Linked DNA regions of Sus scrofa: region 1 is linked to region 2. The links are chromatin contacts, called in public Hi-C maps. All regions are on one chromosome and are shown on one strand. Each heading gives the region's core, a stretch centred on a gene start, on an enhancer-like site or on the middle of the called end of the contact. The rest is flanking DNA. Distances are from core to core; before and after follow the strand shown. Region 1 holds the start of IL17RD (interleukin-17 receptor D). Region 2 overlaps IL17RD (interleukin-17 receptor D).

What was found. A called contact is a pair of places that touch in the nucleus more often than the background predicts.
Region 1: a Hi-C map of omental adipose tissue shows a contact between it and region 2, with 2.0 times the contacts expected there. The contact joins the promoter of IL17RD here to the enhancer-like site in region 2. A contact is called at or near these places in 18 of 47 Hi-C or Micro-C datasets (adipocytes, adipose tissue, brain and 11 more) and 1 of 2 datasets of contacts at active chromatin or transcription factors (skeletal muscle).

What each region holds. Positions count from the first base shown.
Region 1 is chr13:39,004,606-39,009,160 of Sscrofa11.1, forward strand. IL17RD (interleukin-17 receptor D) reads right to left here and starts at 2,116. Exons shown (of 13, transcript XM_021068996.1): 1 at 1,888-2,116. The coding sequence starts at 2,013.
Region 2 is chr13:38,951,488-38,955,943 of Sscrofa11.1, forward strand. It overlaps IL17RD (interleukin-17 receptor D), which reads right to left. Exons shown (of 13, transcript XM_021068996.1): 4 at 3,334-3,452; 5 at 2,703-2,823; 6 at 330-374; 7 at 95-246. Among named protein-coding and RNA genes, the nearest start is that of ARHGEF3, 28 kb to the left of the region's middle. Within about 2 kb of position 2,879, at least 9 of the 83 cell types and tissues checked have an H3K27ac peak or open chromatin away from gene starts, as enhancers often do. A contact at or near this core is called in omental adipose tissue, where this site is marked.

The DNA of each region.
Region 1 (4,555 bases), core at 866-3,365, 52 kb after region 2:
TGATGCTGTTATTCAAAAGCCATCATATCAGTTTAGATCCAAAAAATGTAGGAAGATTGATAAATCAACATGGGATAGACTTAAGAAACATTTTTTGATCTAAAAAAAGAAAAACTTGGTAGTTCTCTTGTGGGGCAGCAGGTTAAGGATCTGGTATTGTCACTGCAGTGCCTCTGGTCACTGCTGTAGCATGGGTTGGCTACCTGGACTGGGAACTTCCCCATGCTACATGGGCATGACCAAAAAAATGGGAAGGGGGAGTTTCCCCTGTGGAGCAACGGGATCGGAGGCATCTCTGCATCGCCAGGATGCAGGTTCAATCCCAGCCCACACAGTGAGTTAAAGGATCTGGAGTTGCCACAGTGGTGGCATAGGTCGAAACTGTGGTTTGTAGCTGATCCCTGGCTTGGGAACTCCATATGCCATGGGGTGGCCAAAAAAAGAAAAAATTAAAAAGAGGAAAATTTGGTATCCAAGTTTAAAAAAAAAGTGGTATTTTACTAAAATGGGACAGAGTAAGAAAATGTGATGTTACACTCAAATAGGAAGGATGTTTATATATATATTATTATTGTACATTAAACTCTCTATGGGGTTGGTGGGAGGGTGGGTTAAGCTGTCTATTGTGCAGCTACTGGGTTTGAAGACATTCCAGCTGCCTGGCTCATACCTGGTTTTCTGCACTGTTTCTCAATGGGAAGAAAGTGAGCTGGAAGCACCAGCCTGTACCCAGAAAGGGGATCTAGGCCTTGACTTCTTGAGACAGTTCAGAGCACCTCACAAGAGGTGGGTGGATGTTGCTCTAAGCAAACCACCCCCATACCCATCCCTCAGAGCAGCAGTGCTAGGGGATACTGGGAAATCTCTATTCCCATTTTCCAGGTGAAGAAACTGAGGATCATGGCTGCCCAGAAGAAGAGCCAAGGGCATGTCTGTGGCTGCCTGAGTGAAAAGCCGGTGTCCTCCCCACAAAGCTGAAGGCTGGCCCTGGCTTGGATGGGAGGGGGTGGGACAGACGGATGCAGTCTCACGGTCCTACAGTGGCCCCAGCCCAGGAGACCTTGTGGGTACCGGGGACGGCAGCGTCCCCGCATACACACCCCTCCCCAGGACACACCGCCCAGATGGTGTCAAAGAAGCATTCAGTTAGGGGCAGAGGGCTCCATGCACACGGCGAAAGTCGGTGCTTGGGCACCCGACCGAGGTGACAAACTCATTCTTTCCTTTGACCATGAAAATATCCGCAACTCAAGCTGGGGCGGGGTGAGGGTGGAGGGTCATCCCTGAGACCTTTCTTTAAGCAAAGGGCTGAACATCGGAGCAAAATTTACCAGAAAGACAGGAGCCGACGGTGGGGTGAAGGCGACCCAACCAAGAAGGAACAAAGCGGTCCCGAGAGGGAGACGCACTCCTCCCCAAACTCAGGGGCCCCTCCCTGGCAGTCCCGGGCCTTTGCAGAGCTATGGACCGGAGGTCGAGGAAAACCCTCCACTCCAGCTCCGAAGCGTTCTCCCCGCCATCCGGACAGCTCTAAGGATCCCAGCCCTGGGGCGCACTGCCCCGGGCCCGGAACAAAGGGTGGGGCGCTCTCCCCTAGCCCACCGCCGGGCGCCCCTCTAGCCCGCCCTCCGGGAGCCGGACCCCGGTCGTTGGCAGCGCCTCATTAGCAACACAAAGCCGGGGGTCTAGCGGCCTCTTTCATCCCAGCCGGGGCAGGCAGACGCGCGCCCCGTGAGGGAGGCAGGAGGGCGGGAGCAGCCAGGATCCCAACCCCGCCGAATACTCCGCGGAGAGCAGGCAAGTCCGCGCGGGCTCCACTGCCCGCGAGCACCTGTGCCCCCGCGCTTTGAGGGACAGTGAGAAACTTTCTCGCTGTCCTTTTCTTACCCTCCAGCCGCAGGTGTCGCCGCCCCGAGCTCTGCTGGAGCCACCTGCGGCCACGGCCAATTGCGAGCCGTTGAGGCAGGCGTTGACGGTGAAGAAGACAGAGCAGAGCTGCAACCACGGGGCCATGGCCGTGCGCTCGCCCAGCCCGGCCCGGCGCTACTTTGCGCCCCGGCAGCCTGCAGCTGGCCAGCCGCGAGTGGGCGGTGGCGCCGACCGCCGAGGCTGAGCAGGCTGCACTACAGAGCATGCGCCCCGGACCCTAGCCCCGCCCCTTCTCCCCGGGTCCGACCCCCAGCCTCGACCCTCAGGTTTTGGCCCAGCCCCTGAGGTCTAGCCCTCTTTGGCCCCGCCCTGACCTCTAAGCACAGCCCTACAGCCGGTGTCCGAGTAAACTGTTTCAGAGGCCGGCAGCTGCAGTTTTTCCCCCTCACCTGAGAGGTTTTGTTTTGTTTTGTTTCTGTCTTTTTAGGGCCGCACCTGCGGCATATGGAGGTTCCCAGGCTAGGGGTCGAATAGGAGTGCAGCCACCGGCCTACACCATAGCCACAGGAACACCAGATCCAAGCCGCGTCTGCGACCTACAGCACAGCTCACCGCAGCGCCACTGAGCGAGGCCAGGAATCTAACCTGCTAACTCCCAGATGCTAGTCAGATTCGTTTCCGCTGAGCCAGGAGCGGAACTGTTTTTTTGTTTTTGTTTGTTTTGTTTTTAATCCAAAGGTTTGTCCAGGTGATACCTACTCCCTGCAAAACTTGGGAAAACACAAAGGATATGATTACAATAGTTTTAATAATAACTTACAAGCACCTATGATTTGCCAGGTCTTCTCTTGTATCCTCCCAAACACACCTGAAAGTGGCAGTATTATTGTTATTCCAGTTTTCTGCGCAGAAAAGCTAGGGTAATGTGGTGGTTTGAGAAATCCTGTTGGGGGCCTTGGACAAAGAACTTGCTCTCTCCCCATTCCTGTACCCACCCACTGAGTACTGGAGTAACAGGAGTTAAATGTCCTAGTCTGGGGAAGATTATATTGGTTAATCCATAGCAAACACTCAAATGCTAATCTGTTAACTGACTTGCATAAAGTCACACAGCTAGCATCTGCCAGACCTGAGATTCAAATCCAAACTGGCAAAAACAATACTCTTAACCACTATGCTTGTCTAAATTACTCTTGGGAAGTGAGTAGTGCCTCTGGAAGAAGAAGCTGAGAAGTGGAGTGGCCCAAATCATACAACTTTGCCACAAGCCCCTTCCCCCTTTGACTTATATCTGTGCTCTTGAATCCCACCTCTTCACCCTCTCCACTGCCCCCGCCCTCATTTCTGCTACCACCTCCTCCTCTACAACATCCAAAGGGCTTCTTTTTTTGTTTCCATTTTTTCCCAAATACAATGTATTTCTCCACACTGGTTTCAGAGTGATCTTCAAAAAGATGTCAGACCATTGCCTGTTCCTGATTTAAAATTTTCCACGGTGGCTTTTATTCAATGGCCATTTAGAATAAAATTGGTACTGACCTCCTCTTCTGGAAGTAGGGGAGAGTGGTTGCCCAAAGAGCAGGGATTACTGCCAGAGGAAGAGAAGATGGGTACTGGGTTCTCCCAAACAACAGCATCTACCAGATGATCCGGGTGCTGGGATTTCCCGTTCATGTCCACCACTGGACAGGAAGTGTTTTATTTTTCATCTTATTGCCAGGATATTCAGGAATTTAGCCAAACCCAGCATCCTATTTCTTTGGTCATCCAGAAGAACCAGGATCCACAGAAGGCTGCTTCCTTCCAGATCTCTGCCCTTCCTCACACTTGGAACTAACTCCCCTCTGGGTCATTCCCAAACCCCACAGTTGGGGGTGTCAAGGTTTTGGCCAAGAATGTCAGGAGCACCTCAGGCTGAAATGAAGCCAGGACCACTTGGGTGTCAGTGAAACACCAGGGAAACCAGGAGGCTACCTGCCCCTGAGGCTCTTTTATCTACATAACATTTCAGACTAGAAATGTGCCATAATTTATTAACCAATCCCCTGCTGAGGGAAGCTTCTATTATAATCAGTAATTCAAAAATATCCTCACATATCACATTTATCTTGATATATTTATTCAATTACTTTTTAAAGATACATTCCTAGAATCAGAACTGCTAGATTATGCACATTTAAAAATTGCCAAACTTGGAGTTCTCATCATGGCTCAGTGGTTAACGAATCTGACTAGGAACCATGAGGTTGCGGGTTCAATCCCTGGCCTCGCTCAGTGGGTTAAGGATCTGACGTTGTCGTGAGCTGTGGTGTAGATCGAGGACACGGCTTGGATCCCAAGTTGCTGTGGCTGTGGTGTAGGCCAGTGACTGCAGCTCCGATTGGACCCCTAGCCTGGGAACCTCCATGTGCCACTGGTGCACCCCAGAAAAGACAAAAAATAAATAAATAAAATAAAATTGCCGAACTTCTCAATACCTCACTGCAGTCTTAAATGGTTTTTCTGGTTGTTAATGGGGTAGACCATGTTCTCACATATTTAGAGGCCATTTGCATTTCTTCCTTTGTTCTGGATTTGGACTCCTGGAAAAGGATCAGTACTTGAAACTTATAGAGGAAAAGTCTTAAGGAGGGTGTTGGAGAGAGGAGAGCTTTTCTTCCTGGGCTTCATTCACACCACCAGTCAC
Region 2 (4,456 bases), core at 1,629-4,128:
AAAGCCTAATGTTTGCACAGAACCATCCAAATTTCAGGCGCCCAGGGGTCACTTTAAAACAGGAGTGTTTCTTTATGTGCACCTAGCAGCTCACCTGTTTGCAGGTCTTTCGTTTGAAGAGTCCTTCGTGCTTGAGCTTGTAGTGAAGATAAAAGAAACGGAAGCCGAAGGTATGTGGCGCGTGGTCGAAGGACACCTGCATGTCTGAGCCATGTTGGGTGATGTTGAGGTTCCGAGGCTTCCAGACTAGGAGAGGAAGGATTGAAGTGAGTACCCCAGGGCACCCCGACACCACCTGGGACTTGACAGACAAGCATAGCTGTACTTACAGGGTTTACAGGCCAGGTTGTCCGGCTGTAATAGCAGGTCACAGGCTATTAAGAAAGATGAGCGTACTTAGTTTTAGAACACTTTGACATTTTTCTCCTGCAACAATTCAATACAGTATAAATAAACAGCACTGGGTGCTGCTGGGAAGAATGAAAAATGCATCAATTCGGTGTTCTCTTGTGGTGCAGCTGGTTAAGGATCCAGCATTGTCACTGTAGCAGCTCAGGTTGCTGCTATGGCATGGATTCTATCCCTGGCCTGTGAATTTTTATACCCATAGGCGCAGCCAAAAAAATGCATCAATTTAAGTGATTTTCGGTATAGTGAAGTTGTATCTTATTAAAATTTGAACTGTACAATATATATATATATATATATATATATATATATATATATAAAACTGATGCAGTTAATTTTATGCCAAATAAATGGAAACAATGTAGAGTCACTCAGATTTTAAAAGCTTGTCAGGCTTTATACAATTTAAAGGGCAGTAAGATAGTGTTTATGCTTCTGCCGCACGGGGGCTCTGCTTTAGCTACAGACAGTAATAATGCCAGCCCCTGCTCCATTCCAGAATGTCTGGCACAACAGAACTTCAGAGTGATCCTGGTAACTTGTCTTGAGGTTATTTTAACCATCACTAGCACTCTTAAAATCCTTTTGCTGGAGTCTAAAAATGACATCTTGGCATCTACTAAGTAGTAGCACCAAGTGCTGAAAATCAGGCAGCAAAGTCAGTAGCTTCGAAACAGGATTTAAATGTGATATAAATACAGTAAAGGGGCAACTAACAGCTAGTCTTACATGTCATGTTGTTAACCCAGGGAGAACCCTCTGGAAAAGGTCCTTACCATACCAAGAAAATCAAAGGCAGCATCAAGGTCACAGTGCACTGAAATGGTGATAAATGCTTCTTCTGCCCCTGCCTCATGCCCAGATAGACACTGATTCTGATCAGGAAAATTAATCTTTTTTTTTTTTTTTCTTTTTTTCTGTTTTGGCCACCCTGAGCCATAGGGAGTTCCTGGGCCAGGGATCAGAGCCAAGCCACAGTTGCAACACTGGATCCTTTAACCTACTGTGCCTGGCCAGGGTTCGAACTTGCATGCAGGTGCTGCAGAGATGCCGCCAATTCCATTGCCCCACAATGGGAACTCCAGGAAAATTAATCTTAAAGCTAGTTTTGATGTAGGCAAGCTTTCCATAAACACATTCTTTGAATCTTTCAATTCTCTATCTCGTTGTGATGTGTAAAGCATCAGGAGATGCTATTAAGTGCACATGGTCTTTGCCCCATGGGCACCAAATTTGAAAGCAGCAATTCAGGGGACGAAAGACACACCACACTGTGTGCAGAACAGATGGAAAAGAAAAGAGCCACACAGAGAAAGGCACCCAGCAAGTTTGTTTGAGAGTGGAGTGTGGACTCTATAGTCAGGCTCTTCTGGGTTCAAATCCCAGCTTCCTGCAGCCCTTTAACCTCTCTGTGTGTGACTCCACATCTGGTAAGTGGGGATAGTTAAGATGAAATTTTTTGTAGGGTTGTTATGGAGGTAAGCTGCGTGAATGTTTGGAAAATATTTAGAACAGAGCCTAGCACATAGATGGTAAATGAGTAAATAAACTTCCTAGAACGAAGTAACCTCAGGGATACTGCTTCATTTTCCTAATCAAATCCTAAAAAAGACAGCGGCCACCCTCCTGATGACAGGTACACAATGGAATCATTTCATGCTCTACCCTTCACTTCAAAACCAACTTAAACTTTTTACTCCTGTTTTTTTAATCAAATGATTTTTAATACATGGCTGTCTTACAGTACCTTCAAAAAAAAAAAAAATCAACCATCATGTCTACTCCATTTTTATTTACTTTTTTTTTTTTTTTTTTTTTTTTTGGTCTTATTGCCTTTTTCCGGGGCTGCTCCCACAGCATATGGAGGTTCCCAGGCTAGGGGTCTAATCGGAGCTGTAGCTGACGGCCTATGCCAGAGCCACAGCAATGCCAGATCCGAGCCGCGTCTTTGACCTATACCACAGCTCACGGCAAGGCCGGATCCTTAACCCACTGAGCAAGGCCAGGGATGGAACCCACAACCTCATGGTTCCCAGTCAGATTCGTTAACCACTGAGCCATGATGGGAACTCCATCATGTCTACTCTAGAACAAGCCAGAAATGGGTGACTCTGTTTAGATGAATGCTACATGGGCCAAACTTTAATTCTAAAATTTGCTATTCTGGATGCTTTTCTCTTTACCTTGCTAGTTTCACACTAGTATTTCATGAACTCTTGAACATATCTCTGTCAAAAAGTCATTAAAAGCAAGAGAAATATCTCCCCATGGGAAACAGCCAAGACCATACTCACTGCGGGTTCTAAAGAAGAAAGGGTGATAATTGCTTTCGTTTTTAATGGAAGGAAAAGGGACAATCTTGACAAAGTAATCTGTTTCAAATTTCATATTCAGGAAAGGCTGAGATTCCATTCCCTAAAAGGGAACAAAAACACATGTGACATCACGGAGAAATCACCCAGCCCTCCACCTACACACGAAAGCTCCGGTCTTCCCCGGGGGGGGGCACCCAGACACAACACAGTTCCAGAGCTGGGGGATGTATCCCCTCGGTGAAGGAAGGGAGATCTCTTTTCTGGGTCAAGTTTGGGTTTGGACCCTCAACTGAAAAGGAAGGTGGGCAATTCTGTTCTTTGGCAATGAAGCCGGGGCTGAAAGTTGGTGGGGAGGAGCCCATATCCACACCCGGGGGCACAAAAGCCACCTTCCAGGAGGGCTGCTCCAGCGTGTAACCTGAGAGGCATGTCTGTTTACCACTGAGAGGTGCTGGAGGGTTTCTGGGAACAGGGAGCAGGCTTGCCCACCTTGGCAGGGGGGTGGACCCCACAGCCCCTCCTCCTCCAGTTTCATGGGCTTTCAATAGACCATTCAGCCCCCAGAACAATGGGGTGTCTTCAGGAGCACATTCCCCCGTGTGTGACTTACAGCTCTTTTGAAGCTACTGTTGAGCTGCTTCGGGTCCTTCAGAATCAGTTGTTGGCACTGTCTTCCTTCTGACTTCAGCTCCTCCAGTATTACCCGAAATCCTTTTAGGAATTCGATGCCTAAGCAGAGCAGAATGCTTTTATTAAAAGTGAACCTAATTACTTAGAATGCACTTTCCTTCCTTCAAGATTACTGTCCTCTCCACCTACACAACAGAGTTAAAGGAATTCTTACTCCAGCCAGAATATCTGAGTTTACAGAAAGGAATAACGCATACCCTGCATTCCTCTGTAAAAGGCCAGGTGATTTTCTCTGTCCCACCATTACTATTTCATTAACCTCTAATCCAGCCAGCCATTTCACAAACGCCCCTTGCCTCTATGACATTAGGGTTCAGATATTTAGACTCAAGTCACAGTCGATCATAAAAGTCTGCAGTGGAATATATAAATTCTAGGTCATTAAACAACGTGTATTCAGCTAACAATCATTCCCCGTGCTGTCTAGGGGTTCCCCCCAAACCATGTTTCTACTCCACATTTCAGTCCTATATTTGCTGGCATGTTTCGTAGAAAATTCCCAACTAAATATATGTCTGCACCCAAGGGGCTCCTAGACTTGAGATTCAATAGTTCAGGAGAATGCCTATGGGATTTACAAAGCGGTTCTGGCTCTAATCACGCCTGAAAGGCAGACACCCAAGAGCTGCCCAGTGTGTGCTCGTCATACGGTCTCAGAGGCCCCAAGACGCCCACAGCGCCGCTGAAAGGCACTGGCCCTGCCTCCCACCACCTGAGCTTCCCCTGCTGCACGTCCAGCTATATGCTTTCAAAAGGATTAAGTGCTGCTGGCCACGAGAGCCAGGCCTGGGGCTTCGTATCCCATGGAGACTAAAGTGGTCCAACTGCAGCTGGAGCTCCCTGAAGCCGGCCTCAATTGGCGAGATATCGATTTCGCATTCTTTCGGAATACTAGACAAGGAGACGTTTTCAACCCTTCCCCTCCCAGGGTGAGAGTAATTACACAGGATGCAATTAACCAGGTGGGAAAATTATCAATGGCAAAGGCCAGGGAAATCTTTTTCTCTCCGGAATAGGGTCTCCAATCCTTGTAATTATTTGAT